Linked DNA regions of Mus musculus: all the other regions are linked to region 1. Evidence: chromatin contacts called from public Hi-C and HiChIP or PLAC-seq data. All regions are on one chromosome and are shown on one strand. The core of a region is the stretch at or near the end of the contact, and the rest is flanking DNA. Distances in the headings are between cores, read along the strand shown.

What was found. A called contact is a pair of places that touch in the nucleus more often than the background predicts. HiChIP or PLAC-seq counts read pairs in DNA pulled down with a chosen protein or histone mark.
Region 2: a BATF HiChIP or PLAC-seq map of CD8 T cells shows a contact between it and region 1, with 6 read pairs. The contact joins two enhancer-like sites. A contact is called at or near these places in 1 of 484 Hi-C or Micro-C datasets (regulatory T cells) and 5 of 115 datasets of contacts at active chromatin or transcription factors (CD8 T cells, bone marrow-derived macrophages, large pre-B cells and 2 more).
Region 3: a contact with region 1 is called in a Hi-C map of Th1 cells, with 5 times the contacts expected there. The contact joins two enhancer-like sites. A contact is called at or near these places in 9 of 39 promoter capture datasets (the 3T3-L1 cell line, 3T3-L1-derived adipocytes, the C10 cell line and 5 more), 20 of 484 Hi-C or Micro-C datasets (B cells, CD4 T cells, CD8 T cells and 13 more) and 4 of 115 datasets of contacts at active chromatin or transcription factors (a beta-TC-6 cell line, bone marrow-derived macrophages, double positive thymocytes and 1 more).

What each region holds. Positions count from the first base shown.
Region 1 is chr16:76,352,542-76,357,402 of GRCm38.p6, forward strand. It overlaps Nrip1 (nuclear receptor interacting protein 1), which reads right to left. Exons shown (of 4, transcript NM_173440.3): 2 at 1-8. Among named protein-coding and RNA genes, the nearest start is that of Nrip1, 18 kb to the right of the region's middle. Within about 2 kb of position 1,955, at least 45 of the 459 cell types and tissues checked have an H3K27ac peak or open chromatin away from gene starts, as enhancers often do. A contact at or near this core is called in CD8 T cells, Th1 cells, Th2 cells and 3 more, where this site is marked.
Region 2 is chr16:75,853,661-75,858,521 of GRCm38.p6, forward strand. No RefSeq gene overlaps it. Among named protein-coding and RNA genes, the nearest start is that of Samsn1, 53 kb to the right of the region's middle. Within about 2 kb of position 2,236, at least 95 of the 459 cell types and tissues checked have an H3K27ac peak or open chromatin away from gene starts, as enhancers often do. A contact at or near this core is called in CD8 T cells, regulatory T cells and thymic regulatory T cells, where this site is marked.
Region 3 is chr16:76,760,583-76,765,443 of GRCm38.p6, forward strand. The region is part of intron 1 of Gm30790 (predicted gene, 30790); the gene reads right to left. Among named protein-coding and RNA genes, the nearest start is that of Gm30790, 16 kb to the right of the region's middle. Within about 2 kb of position 2,474, at least 41 of the 459 cell types and tissues checked have an H3K27ac peak or open chromatin away from gene starts, as enhancers often do. A contact at or near this core is called in CD8 T cells, Th1 cells, Th2 cells and 2 more, where this site is marked.

The DNA of each region.
Region 1 (4,861 bases), core at 705-3,204:
CACGCCTTCTGAAAGCAAGAGAGAGACATGCGTTACTTTGAGTGCGTGAAATGATTTCGATAAGGTGTTTGAAACTGGAGTATTAACTGTGGACTAAGATAATTTATCTCCAAGAAGCGACAGATGACGACTGTATTTTGAGTCTCACATAGGCATGCACGCTTCCCTTGACTATGGCTGCTAATGAAACCGCGTCTAATGATGAAACCACTTACGCTGTAGAATTACTTAGACGCCTGTCTTCAGGCTAACAGTAGACTCTCCCTTGCTAGGATAGAGATGAATTTCTGTGGAAAACCACATCGGGAGTACTTGACATTCATAGAAAGGTTTAAAACACCCAGCTGCTTCTGTCTGTATCCTCTCAAAGTGGCAGCGACAAGGAGAAGGTTGGAGGTGTGTCCAAACTTTTGAAACCACAGCTCAACACTATCACCTTCTCTCAATTCAAGACCCACACAACTGAGCCACCCCACCCTCCACCCTGCTCTTACAAGTGCTTAAGACTTTGTAGCTCTATCCATAACTATATAACTATCTTGGGAAGCAGACGGCCCAAAGGCTACAAAGGATATTCCTGGCTGAAAGATACATTTGGCCAGCAGAGACATGGCCTCCACTGTACAGGCATGGGCTTTTAATGGTTATGCTGATCAATGGGCCAACGGTGCAGTCAACCAGTGATTGGGAAGGTATGATAGACACACCTTGATCTTACTACATCTTTGTTCTACTGGACTCAAGAGTTTACATAGTTGGCCTCTTCAGTGTCTAATCCATAACTTAGGATACGTTTTCCAGGATCATAACATTACAAAAAAAATCTATAAACCAAAATACGAACCTAATACGAAGCTAGTTCACCTTCATTTTACTTGGAGCTTTCAGTCTCTTTATACAGAGGCCAGATTTCTTGGTGTGGTGCCTCCCCCCCCCCCCCCGCCCATGCTAGCTAAACAGGCTTATAACACTCCATCTCTCAGTAATGTTGTGTCTACTTATTGTTGTTCTCATTGTGACTGGGAGTCACTCATTTTTCTTTTACGGGCCCCAAGTATCTGTCATGTCTGTTGCAAGAGCATCTAGCTGACTCTCAGTAAAGAGCTGTTAAGTAAACAGGAGCCTTAAATCCTGAATCGATGAGTACAACCTACTTTGGAAAAAAATCACAAAAGGAGAGTGAATGGTACTTATTTTTCTCTTAATTGCTTTATATCCACACAGTCACACTTTCAGCCCTTTCTCCATACAGCCTCCAGGGTCTACTTTGGAGCTCTGTCTATCCCACAGACGATAGGCCTACCCGTGTAGTGGGACTGTCTTTCCTACAGTTTAAATGTCCCGTGTCACCTGCCTGGTAACCAACACTGCACAAGTCTTCTAAGGACATACATTAGCAAGCCCAGAGCCACCTCCCATCAGCAGCCAAGTTGTCAGCTTAGCTGTGCTCGTCATTACACCTAGAATTGTAACTGAGTAAGATGTCCCAATCCAAGGCTTTACAAGTAGACAAAAGACATCTCCTTGAAAGTGTTGTTTATTCCAGAGAATAATCAAGCAAACAAAAAACTAACAAAAAGGAAAAAAAAATGAAGAAGACATTCAGATAATTAGAGGGGAAAAACATTAGGATTTTTTCAATTATGACATTTTTTTTTCAATCAGCTTAATAAAAACATCCCTGTATCATTTTATGTAATACAATTTAACCTTATTCTGACCTTCCTCATGAGACAAACAAGCCTCTGCATCCAGTAAGGTTCCGTCTGAACTATGGACGTTGATAAGCAATACCTTAATTGCATTCATTTACATGACTTTGAAACTATTCTGGGCTGAAGTCATGACTGCAAGGTCACAGAACACAGAAAAGCAGGACGTGTACCTAGGAGAAAAGATCCACTGACAAGGACAGGAAGCACCCCCTTCACCCCGAGTTAGGAGACATCAAAGGAGTGATGCAATCAACAGGTGCACGCACCCATGCATGCCGGCACATCTGTGCACGCACACTCAGGCCCACTTTACAATCACATACAGAACAATAAGAATATGTTTGAATAAGTCCATCACATACTCTTGGCTCTCATATCTGCCTAAAACTGGGGTAAAGAGGCATTCCATATCCTTTAGCAGCATTAAAAAAAACCCAAAACACATGATAGAGCTAGTATTTTCTACCATCACACAACGATTTCTAGAAACTAATATATGTGTACGTATATACAGTTATAAATAAAGGATGTTATGTATATTAAAATTCTAACTCTGTAATGTATACAGCACCCTTTGTTTATAATTGTTTCCCTAGTTGACCCATATATAACACAACAACCTTACATAAGGGTCAAGGAAACTTATGGAGGAAGGGAGCACAAAGATAATAAAAGCCAGAGAACAGGAAGTCCTCTACGAGATTGTATCTGGCAAAAATGACTGGGAGGCATCACCCACGAATCCTCAACAATATGGCTGCATAAACAAGGTCTGGGCAATGACACCACCAATCAACATGCAAGCATGGGGGAGGGGACTAGAGGATCTTACTGGTCCCCACCCATAGACACACAACTACAGATAACTACAACTAAGAAGCTAAGCAGGAGAGAATGGAGAAATAGTCTTCTCACCAGTATAGCAAAGGGATTCGACTGGGCAGGTTGTTTTTTATGTATCTTTTGCATTTATTTACCTATTTAAAGATAACTACTAGAGAAAAGCAGGCCATGAATTTGAATGGGGTGGGGGCTGGAAAAGGGAGGGGGAATTGATGTAGTTGTATTTTAATTAAGATTTTCTTTCCTCCTTAAAAAAAAAAGATCTATGAGGGTAAGGTGGTAGCTCGGTGGTGGAGTGCTTACATAACATGCACAAGATCTTTCCATCTCCAGATTAAAAAGAAAAAGCCATGAGTTTCTGTTTCATTTTTAATAAGTGGAACAAGCATATGTTCCACTAACTGACTAGAAGACCGCACTTCCAATGTCTCGGGTCCAGTCATACTGCATTAATAAAAGAAAGGAAATACCATAGGTTGAAAGAAATCCACTACCATAAATGACAGGGCACAAGGAGTACTCTTCAAACGCCAAAACGTATCAAGATACACTGAAACAACAACCCTATAAAACAGTTCCTCTACCATAATAAAATGCAAGTCTAAAATAAATTAGATACCACAACACTTTAATTCACCTAAAGAAAGGAAAGTAAACTACACAGATGGGCTGTAAAATACGAATAGATAGATAGATAGATAGATAGATAGATAGATAGATAGATAGGTATATATAGATATATTAGATTCTTTTATTATCTATAGATATAATATATATTATATAGCTAATATATACATTAGATATATTAGCACCAACATAAAGCATCAAATGTTTGTTTGTTTGGGGTTTAATGTACTATCCCAGGAAACTGTCCCAAAATGCTTCTCTCAGTCAAGTCTCCTATATTTAATTTACTAAGCAAACCCTTTGACACTATGCCACCTAAACCAACCTTTTGCAATATAAAAATGACTTAGGGGAAGAGAAACGACACTACAAAAGCCGTGCTTCGTCACCTTCTCTCTGTAGAGAAGTGAAAACATGTTTAGCTCTATAAGAGGAAATTCTCGCACATAGTTTTTGATCAGAAGGAGTATGATGCTGAACTCAAACTCCCAGCACGGCTTCCTATGGACTTCCCTACAGCTTTCCATTGCGCTAACACCTCTGATGGCATGGGGCCCAGCCCACTGCAACCTAGGATCCTCTAGGAAGAACTGGGATGGGTTGAGTGCACACCTACCACGCTGTATGTCTAACTCGCTCCAATAGCATCAGATCACATACGTCACCTTCTCTTTTTCTGGATGCTCACGCCTGTGGAGGTCAGAAGCTGAGGCTGGGTGTCCATCGCATGTTCTGAGACAGAGGCTCTGCCTGAAGGTGGAGCGCACCAGCCCATCGTGCTGGTCTAGCTGGGCCCTGCGTCCACAGCCCAAGTGTTAAAAGACTGCAGGTTCTAAGCATCTGACTCCTTGTTCTCATGCTTACACGGCAAGCGCCTTGCTGACTGAGCCTCCTCCCTACCCCCACTGTGTCCTTTTAAAGTAATAAATTAGAAGGCTTTATTTGTATATATAAATTAATTTGCTTTGGATGAGCTTCGTTTTGAAATACAATTCAAGGTCAATTTTTAGCTTTACAAGAGGAATTTCTCTCTCTCTCTCTTTTTTAACCAGAACGGGTGTGAGGCTGAGTTCAAACTCCCAGCACTGCTTCCAGTGGACTTTGCTACATCTTTTTATTTGCACTAACACTTCCAGTGGCATTTTTGTTTTCTAATAAAAAGGCCACATTGTTTCTCTCGACACTTCTTCAAAGCCCACCTCACTGACAGTGGTTTAAGCTCCTAGCACATTGATTGTGATATTATCCTAAGTTCTAAAACAGCCACAAAATGTCAGGATTTTCCCACTCCTCGGACATTTACAAGACATAGATGCCAAGGTTTATAATCACAACTTGACCACCGTTTATTGTTAAATATTGGTATAACTGGAAACCAATTATCTTAACAGTATAGCATAGCTTTCTGGAAAGAAAAACATCACACAAAATGAAAAAGAAGATGAGGGAAAGTGATCTCCGGGTGTTGGATCATACTTAGAAATGGAATATTAAATGTGCATTCGTCTCTGCGTTCCGTGTGGAGAAGCATGGGTTGAAGAAAGGGGGCTGGGCCTATAACCCAGTTACACGGAAGTTCTGGCCGGCCTCTGCAGCGAGAAGGTGCACACGCCAATTCTGCATCACACGCTTAGACGACTGGAGCAAACTCCACCCACCGTGCCCGCATGGGGCTC
Region 2 (4,861 bases), core at 986-3,485, 500 kb before region 1:
ACAGTTCGCTATCATTCTGCTACAAGTGGGGATTTTGGGGGAAGAGGGAGTGGCATAATAGTGTGATTGACATGGCTGTGGTTTATATCTCTAAAGCATCCCTTATGACTTCACTTTGATATGTGGTTTGCCTTCTAATTATTGTCTCTAGTAAAATACTTAAGCATTACTTCCTGAATCTTGGATTCTAACGCACAATAAAAATTCAAAGGGAACGATGTTTGTTTCTGTAAAGAGAGGCAGATTCCCCCCCCCCCCAGGGCATTTTCAGTGAATGCTTCGAGAAGAAATGAGTAAAGGTTTGAAGAACAGTTGCAGAAAACAAAGTTACTACTGTGCATGAGTCCGTGTAGCCTTCGGGCATGAGCTCTGTGCATCTCCTTTTGTTGAGTTCTCTATATTGTTATGAATATGCATATCGGGGAAAAGCCTTCCATCTGCTTTCTTTTAGCTGATTCTATCACATTTTGAGTTGTGCATCATTATTGAGCTTCAGAGAAAGATGATCCTTTTACATTACATATGGATATAAGAGAGCGAACGACTTGATGAATTGCAAACAAGTATAATTTATATGGACAAAGTATGCCAGAAGTGGTTTTCACCCCCATCTTCCTCTGCAAATGCTGCGTAGGGTTCCTGCCCATTTTATTGGCCTGGTGCCCAAAAACTTAAAAGAGAAAATGATCCTTAGCCATGTGCATCACTATTCCACTCCTGCCCTATGAAGAAACAGTGTTCTGCTCTTGGGCATACATGGGATCCCAGAAGGTCCAAGATATCACAGAATCTGCTAAACCCAGCTTTCATTCCTTTATAGTTTTTACATTTGTAAAATATAACACAGAACAAAACTAAGTGTTGCAAATGGACACATGAGAAGTTTTCATGATGCAGATGTGGAAGTGGGGTAATGGAAAGCCCATATACATTCTTTGTAACATGTTAGCATTTTGATAGCCCATGGAATCTTATGCCCCAATGTGCACAGGCTCCATATATATGCAAATACTCACATTAACAGTGCCTTCTTAAGGGATTCTCTGTTGCCCATTGCTCAATCAATTGAGGCTCTGTCATTTGTGAGAAACCAAGGCCCATGACACTAACAATCCCAATTTTAATTTTTCATTCATTAAAATAAATAATAATTTATATATTTAATAATTCATTCTTAAAATTATTCCTTTCATGTCCAAGAGTGTTGAACCAAGGCTGAGTGCAGTATTGTGTCTTTCTGAACTGATCAGGTGCAAACAATGAAATAATGTGTCAGGTAAAACTTATGAGCTGAGTTCTCTATGAGCTGACTCTCTTTCATTGCTTCTGGACAGCAAAATTGTTCTTTAGATCTCAGGCCATTTATGTATGAAAAATTTCAAGATACTATGAGTAAATACCTGTATGATTATACAGTGATTACTGCTTCTATCTTTCGACTAGAACTTAGTGGGGGGAAATGAAGTTGTATATATAAAAATTGTAGTGGCTTTCATACAAATACTACCTGGATTGTATTGAGTACTTCATATATACATCCTATAATTTATACCACTTTTAGATTTAAAAAGATCACCTTTTTGTGATAAATGCTTGAATATTGTCACACAGTTCTTGAAAGCAGATGACTCAACTCCATAACCTTTAGTTTATAGGCATACATACACAAAGAGTGTGCAGAGGAATTCCGCAGTTACATGGAGGTTGAACAAAATTAGGGTTAGTTCTATTTGATTTCCCACAGCTCAAACACCTATCAAAGTAAACCTCTAGCTAGGTTTTATTGACTAATCTCTGAAACTTTTCATAAATTTAGTAGGGCCACTCCCTCTATCAAGAGTATTGGAAGCCTCAATGCTACTTAGATAGGAGCGCTTTTGGTGGCAGTATAGAGCAGTGCTGCGTAAGAGGAGGGGTTATCTAAAATGTCATCATATATTGTTCTCAGAACCTAACGCTTACAGCGGAAATTTCTCAACATTAAATGTCATCATTTTGCCACACTCAGGAAGTTGCAAAACACGTAGCTATAACCTCAGTGCAATGGAACATGACTGAAACCTAATAGTCAGCTACTGAGCACTCTTTTTAGTTTTCTTTCCGTCGATCTCTCTTAGCAATCTGATTAAAAAAAATAAAAAGTCACTAATAACACACTTTAGTTAAAGATACTGTTCAGGTTCATACATATCAGTTATAGAGTTGATGGAAAACCAGAACCGAAATGGTCTGAATTTTGTATTTATCAAAAAACAAACAAAGTAAAAAACCTGAACTTGATCTGATGGGGCAGGCCTGTAATTCTAGTAACTCAGGAGGCAGGGGCAGGGGGATCACAAAGAATAAGGCCATTCTGAACCTTATGTAGACAGACAGACAGACAAGAAGAGACAGAAACAGTGAGAGAAAGACACACACACACACACACACACAGAGAGAGAGAGAGAGAGAGAGAGAGAGAGAGAGAGACAGAGAGAGACAGAGAGAGAGACATCGAGAGATAGAGAGGCAGAGAGGCAGAGAGAGACAGAGGGGCAGGAGTGATACAGTTCTTGCCGTATATATACATGCTGTAGGATTTAGCCCCAAGGACTGAATATTGCTGTTATATTAGAACATTTTATTTATTTAATGGGAATAAATTTTCTCTAGCCTTCTCTACTGTCAGAGCTAAATTTGCTAATATCAGAAACCTCTGGGATAAGTTAATCGCTGCATACTAGAGAGGGTTTACAGCTGTATAAAGCTACCTGGGAACTACTAGCTCAAACAGCTAGATTCTGCTGTCTTCCTGATGCACATTCTTTGGTCCAAAAGACCTTTATTGAACCAGTTTAAGTAATGAATGTGATTGGGCAACTTGCCAGGTTTGAACCTTCAGAACCAATAAGAATATCCTGTAAATATTAACTTCATGGCTTTCTGACTCTTCTCATCTGCTCTTAAAGAGCCCAGACTTTCTTCTAGAAAAGGCAGCAGGACATAGAGTTTTGCATAAGGTCTTTCTTGCTTTTCTGCGTTGCTCCAGTCAGTGCTCTGTGTATGGGCAGTGGGTGAGAACCTGATCTCTTTCTTCTGATTTGACCTCTTTGGCACTGATCACACTGATGCCAGACTCACTCCTGTAGGTGTGTCCTCATCAGCTCTTTCTCCTGGCTACTTAACACTTCTTCAGTTTTGTTTGTTTATTTTGTTTTTGTTTTGTTTTGTTTTGTTTTTAACTTTTCTCTTTTCTCCCTTTTGTAAGAACTCAGACTTTCTTTGCTTGTATCTCCCCAAAGCCTCTTTAGAATATCCCTAAATCCTCAACTGGCATGAAACTTTCATTTTCAAGGGATAGAAATTGGGAAAAAGTTTTACTCATTAGGAATAGACTGGCATTGTTTTGTTATTCTGTAGTTACTTTCCAATCTAGAATTTCCTCGCCTTGCCATAAAAAAGTTACGTTCTTTTAAACAACATGAGAGAGTAGGGGTAGGGCAGTTTAAAAATTAATGACATTAGTGCCTGTGCTGTGTCCAAGAACAGTTTCTAGACTAGTCTGCTAACAGTGGTCACCACAGTCAGGAAAACACCGGGTTTGCTGGGAAGGAAAGAGATGCACATGCAACACACTTGATGTGGGGATGTTGGTGAGATTAGGTGTGTTAAAGATGCCGGAGACTAAAACTATTGGGTTGTTCTCAGCATTCAGAATATTTTACCTTGCCTGAGTTTTATTACCTGTTATTTATTTCATTTTTAAAGATGTGTGTGTATGTATGTATGTATGTATGTGTCTGTGTGTGTGTGTGTCTGTTTGTGTGTGTGTGTCTGTGTGTGTGTGTCTGTATGTGGGAGGATATTCATGAAGGCCGGAATCTCTAGAGCACCTGCTCCCTTGGAGTTGGATTTACAAATGTTTGTGAGCCACCCCGCTTGGTTGCCCTGATCCAATCTCGTATCTCATGATTGAGGAGCAAGCACTCTTAAGCACTGAGCCATCTCTCCAACTCCACATTTTCTTTAAAAACTTTTAGGTGACTTGGAGGCATTCACCTATAAGTAGTTATGAGTGACTTACTAACTGATATAAAAAACAATATTCCAGTTGTATATGGAAAATAATTGCCATGCTCAATATACCCTAGCACCTATTTTCTAAATGTTCCTTCTGTAATAGGTTTGGCTCCATACTGGGTATTTAAAGCCTAGGCAAATAAATTCTGTCATGAGGCAATCACAGTCTCGTGTAAAATGAGCTTCTATGTAAATAAATAGAGAATTTCTGCAGCCAGCAATATAGAAAGAGACGTGAAAACACTCAGAGGAAAATACAGAGGGGGGTTCACAAAACTTTCACACACCAGGCAACTCTTTTATGGTAGTTTCGGGACAGAGTAGAGGGACGAGTCAGGTGAAACAAAATGTCAGGGTAAACAATGGAAAAATAGCTGGCACATGGAAATTCATGGAGAGAACAGTGAATTTGGAAGCCTGTTAGTAGATTGGTATGGTCAGATTGTGCATTGAAAAGCGGGGTGAGAGAGAGGACTCACAAGAAAGGTTAAAAGTACTTGGCAACGAACTTATGTACATTTACATGTTGTGCTAAAATTAACGAGAGGCCATCAAATCCTTCAAGCAAGCGGAATGATTTTATCGGAGTCGTAAAGACTTTTCTAGAGGCTGTGTAGGGATGGATGTGAAGGTGGGATATTGATTGGAAAGATGTTGCAGCATTCCACACCAGAGTTCAAACCGTGATAGCAGCCCTGAATATGAATGGAGTGCTATGGATATGGAAGACTTTCTAGAGGTAGCATCCACAGGACTTCATAGGTGAATTTGTCTGAGGAAGATACATGAAGGGCAAAGAACA
Region 3 (4,861 bases), core at 1,224-3,723, 410 kb after region 1:
TATTTAATGACTTGTAAAGTTTGTTTTGATGTTCAATGGATGTTATACACCAATTAGGCATAAAAATGGCCCTTGAAATATATTTTATCTGTAAGCCAAGAACTTATCTGTGAACAAACATTCACTGGACAGAGCTAATAAAATTATGAAAACATAGATTTATGTTGATGCCCTTTCTTTCTCTCTTTCTTTCTCTCTCTCTCTCTCTCTCTCTCTCTCTCTCTCTCTCTCTCTCTCCCTCCCTCCCTCCCTCCCTCCCTCCCTCCCTCCCTCCCTCCCTCCCTCCCTTCCTTCCTTTCTTCCTTCCTTCCTTTCTTTTTTTTTTTTCTGGAGCCACACAGCTTCTGTTTTGAGACAGAACCCTGCTATCTAGTTCAGGTATCCTTTCACTTTGGCCTCCCAAGATCTGATGTTGCAGACTCAAGCCACCATATCTTGTCAAACTCTAAAACATATAAAACTTTCTTATAGGAGTTCGGCACTTTGGCATGATCCAAGAAAGAACATACTTCCTTGAAGGCCAGGTGCAGTACACAGTATCTTATCACTCCTGGAGTTCCCTGTATAAAGCTTCCATTTAAATATTTGTTGACCCTATAGCCTATATGGCATTATTTTACAAATCAGAAGTCAACTCAACCTTCCTCCAGGAAGGTAGCACTCCAGAGGAGTCAGGCACAGCTCCTTGGGACATAAACAACACATTTCATGCTGCACTGACATCTGTCCTAGCCTCTTTGAAATTAATCACAGATATTATAAGTTGTAAGAGAATGGTTGTTTAAGCAAATTTGGAGGATTATCAGCCTGACACAAGTTTAAACAATTATCTAAGTCACACATGAGAAAAGATCCACAGGACCCACGATGTTTTTTATTTTTTTAACTATACCAAAAAAACAACAAAACACTATAATGGTGAAACTACATTTTTCAAGAATCGGAGGTGAAAGTAGAGAAGAAATGGGGGCTTTAGAATGGAGGATCTAGAGAAAGTACCCAAGGAGCTAAAGGGATCTGCAACCCTGTAGGTGGAACAACAATATGAACTAACCAGTACCCCGGAGCTCTTGACTCTAGCTACATATGTATCAAAAGGTGGCCTAGTCGGCCATCACTGGAAAGAGAGGCCCATTGGACACACAAACTTTATATGCCCCAGTACAGGGGAACGCCAGGGCCAAAAAGGGGGAGTGGGTGGGTAGGGAAGTGGGAGGGGTATGGGGGACTTTTGGGATAGCATTGGAAATGTAATTGAGGAAAATATGTAATAAATAAAAAAAAAAAAAGAAGGAGGAACTTTATATGAACCTGCACCAAGAGGGCCTAGTGTTCTTGCTGAAACTGACATAGTTGATGCTGTACTTAAGAGGCCCACTGGTAACTCCACTGTGACCTCAGCATCTTGCTTTGTAAAGTGATGAAATCTCAGACTAGACAACAACGTTTACATTTTGGTCAAGCAATCCAAACTTCTGTCCTCCATCTTCTGCACTGGTTGGAACTGTTCCAGGGATGTTTATATGAGAAGTGAGAACTGACTGTGAGCAAAACAGAAACAGATACATGCCTCATAAAAGGAACTGGGTTCCTGATCTACAAGTTTGTTAAAGTGGAAATATGCTTTACCTTGTTGAAAAATGAAGTAATATCAGAAATCATAAATTACTTCATGGGATATTTTGAGATAAATATTATTTTCAGTATTTAATTCTTATAGGTAAATACCTTCCATGTCGATTCTAAAATACATAAGTAATTTATGACAGTTATTTCACCAGTGCCTTGATTTAATTTTATTTTTCCATATTTTGTACCTGTTGAGTACACTTACATACCAATATACATGTGGTCTTAAACTAATTGTCATAGGAATAATCAAATTTATTAGAATATATGATGAAAACAAAAATCTTTTCTATAGAGAGAAGACACTTTCAGTTTCCATCTGGGTCACACATTTAGCATGTAAATGACAAGTGTCTTGAGTACTCGTTTTGACATTATCTTTGTGTGTATATTATCCCTTCTGGATCTACAGGAAACTCATGCATAAAAATTCTCTGCAGGGAGGTAGGGGTACCATTCGTTGGAAGGAGATAAATAAACAAATAGCTTTCCCCACTGCATTGAAGTGCTTGTTTCCCCCAAGAAGACCTGTTGTTTGAAGGCCAACCCTGTTCCTAAATCCAGAAACAGGAAATACTAACGTGTTCTTGCACATTCGAATGGCCCGTCTGGCAGGAAAGCAGATAGAATTGTGAACTTTTTTTTTTTTTTAAAGAGACATTGGCTACCCTCTCCCCCTCCATTTCTCAGCCTCACCCCCTTTCAACCAAGGCCACTACATGCTGAACAAGCACCCAAAACAACCAATAAATGAAAGGAAACTCACAGGTCACTCTGGGTCGTTATTTTCACATACCTTTGAATAATGAGAGCATCACATGTCAGCTAGAGGAGAACAAAATGTCACATTCTCCAGCTAAAGGTCAGCCTCGGTCATAGGTCACAGAAGGGAGGCCAGGAAATAACCTAAGAGGTTAGGCTGGGTGCACAAAGAAAGGTCACCAAATGTCAATGAAAGCATGCAGCTGTTGGGAGATGAAACAACTGAGTCACCCTTTTGTGCTGACATCGACTAGAAAAAATGTCTCTGCTGACATTTTTCATTCGTTTTTTTTTTCTTTTTCTACTTTCTTTCTTTCTTTCCTTCTTTCTTTCTTTTTCCTTTTTTTTCTTTTTTAGCTTGCTGTTTTATAAGACAGAGACACCAATGTACCCAACCCCAAATTAGCCTTTTTAAAAAGCAACAGTTTAGAACTTAAGTGCAGCAGTTTCCAAAGACTCAAAACTATGGCATTTTTTTAATCTCAAATGATTATGATACACAGCAATGGGCCTGTAATAGCAATTTTAGATTTCATCTGAGCTCATGTGTTAGCAATGAGGCCTCAGGATAGCTAGGGATCAGTCACTAGTGTCTTCATACCATTAAGAACTATGATTACTCCTTTCACTAGGAGATACTCAGATTCTCTGCCTTTTACAGGGACTGAAGACATGAATTATCCTGCATTGTACTTGACCTAGCTTTTGGGAGTTTTTGATCTAGTTTAAAAAAAAAAAAAGTATTCACAGAGGCAAGAAAAAGAGCATGTGGACTTAAGTCTCATTTTAAAGGAATTTTAGGAAAACACTGGTAGACTATATCTAAGTATCAAGCCTGCTTTCAGATCAATCGCTCCTTGTTAAATGTCAGCGCTAATAGAAACCCTGCTTCATGACCTTTCTCTTGGTGGCGGCGATGGTGTCCCTAAGTGAGTACAGTCACCGAGCTCAACAGGAAGGAAGCTCAGGCACTGGAGATTATTGAGACACTTGGCTTACACACAGTTCTTTAGCAGCTCTGCTTTTCTGGGGTCTGTTTTATACACACACTTGATATGGCTGAAGGAACCATTTCCAGACAATGCCAGAACCTTCTGCTTCTACAGCATCTTCTACTTATCCCCAGACAGGAGACCACATTTCACAGCAAGATATCTTCCTCTGGCTTCCCTAAAGTGGCCTCAGTTTACATCGTAGGCAGGTCCAGGTTTTATGAGCCAATTACATCATTTTCATGTCACTGTGTCAATTCTATATGATACGAAGAAAGAACATTTTCATTTGTACAATAAAAATAATGAAAATATAAAAGGACATTAATAGATAATTATGCATACATGAATGTTTATATGTTCCTAAGTAGCTTCGGGTGAGCTATAGAATCCTCACAGACTCATGACACTGTTACACTAATTGTTCTCGTGTAAATGAGTTAACTTGTGCATAAAGAACATAGCTAACATTCCCCAATTACCTGTGAAGCTGAGCTTTGAAGTCATAAGGGTAATTGCAGACCTGTACTCGATGCCAAAAAGTCTAGATTTAGCTGTGGGAGGCTTGGGGCATGAGGAAGGTGAGTGTGAAGATTCAGTGCCAATCCTGGCCAACAATCTAACAAGTGGTGGTATCCAGTGATCTCCAGAGTTCAAGTGCGTCCAGTCCTTCGCTCTTCTCCAGAAGAATCTATGGAAGAAATGAGGTAGTCCTGGTACCTCAGACCTAAAGCACAGCCTGGATCTAAACTGAGTTGGACTGGCAGTTTGAAACTAAGGAAGATATTGTGATGCTTGGACTGTTTTCTGGACAGCATCTAACTGACATGTGGCAGATGGATTTGAAGGGTTTTCTGTTGGTCTTTGACACCATTTTGAAAGCAATAATATTTCCTATTTCATATCATTTGGTTAGTATCTTCAGTTGGCATAGTCAAATCAGCAAAACTAAAACTACTACCACTACTACTACTGCTACTACTACTACTACTAATAATAATGATAATAATAATAATAATAATAACAATAACAGTAATAATATGTTTTCAGAGAAGAAAACTCTGTAAGAAGAGCAGCCCTTGACAAAAAAGAGTTTCTGTTCCAAATGACTCTGTGTGTGTTTGTTTTGCAGTGTTGCAGGGACACTGTGAAGTAACAGCACCTCCTCAGGATGACTTCAGGACTCAGAAGAGGCAAAACCTCTGCCCTACCCAATGGGCCCCAGGCATGTGAAGCCTGTCAGGAGAAGATCATAAATTCTGCAGAGGGGAAGGGGAGCAGAAGGGAGGAGAGCCACAAAAAAACCCCCGTGCACTTAGAAGAAAGAGTTACTTAACACATCGGGAAGTGCATTTAATAAATGAAGTCAGCTACTTCAGCAGGCCACGTTCGATCTCTCCGGAGGTTGTTGAACTTTCTGTAAAAAGTCATTTTTATGCTGCTTGCTTTTCTTCTGGAATTTCCTTCAACTCTCCTGT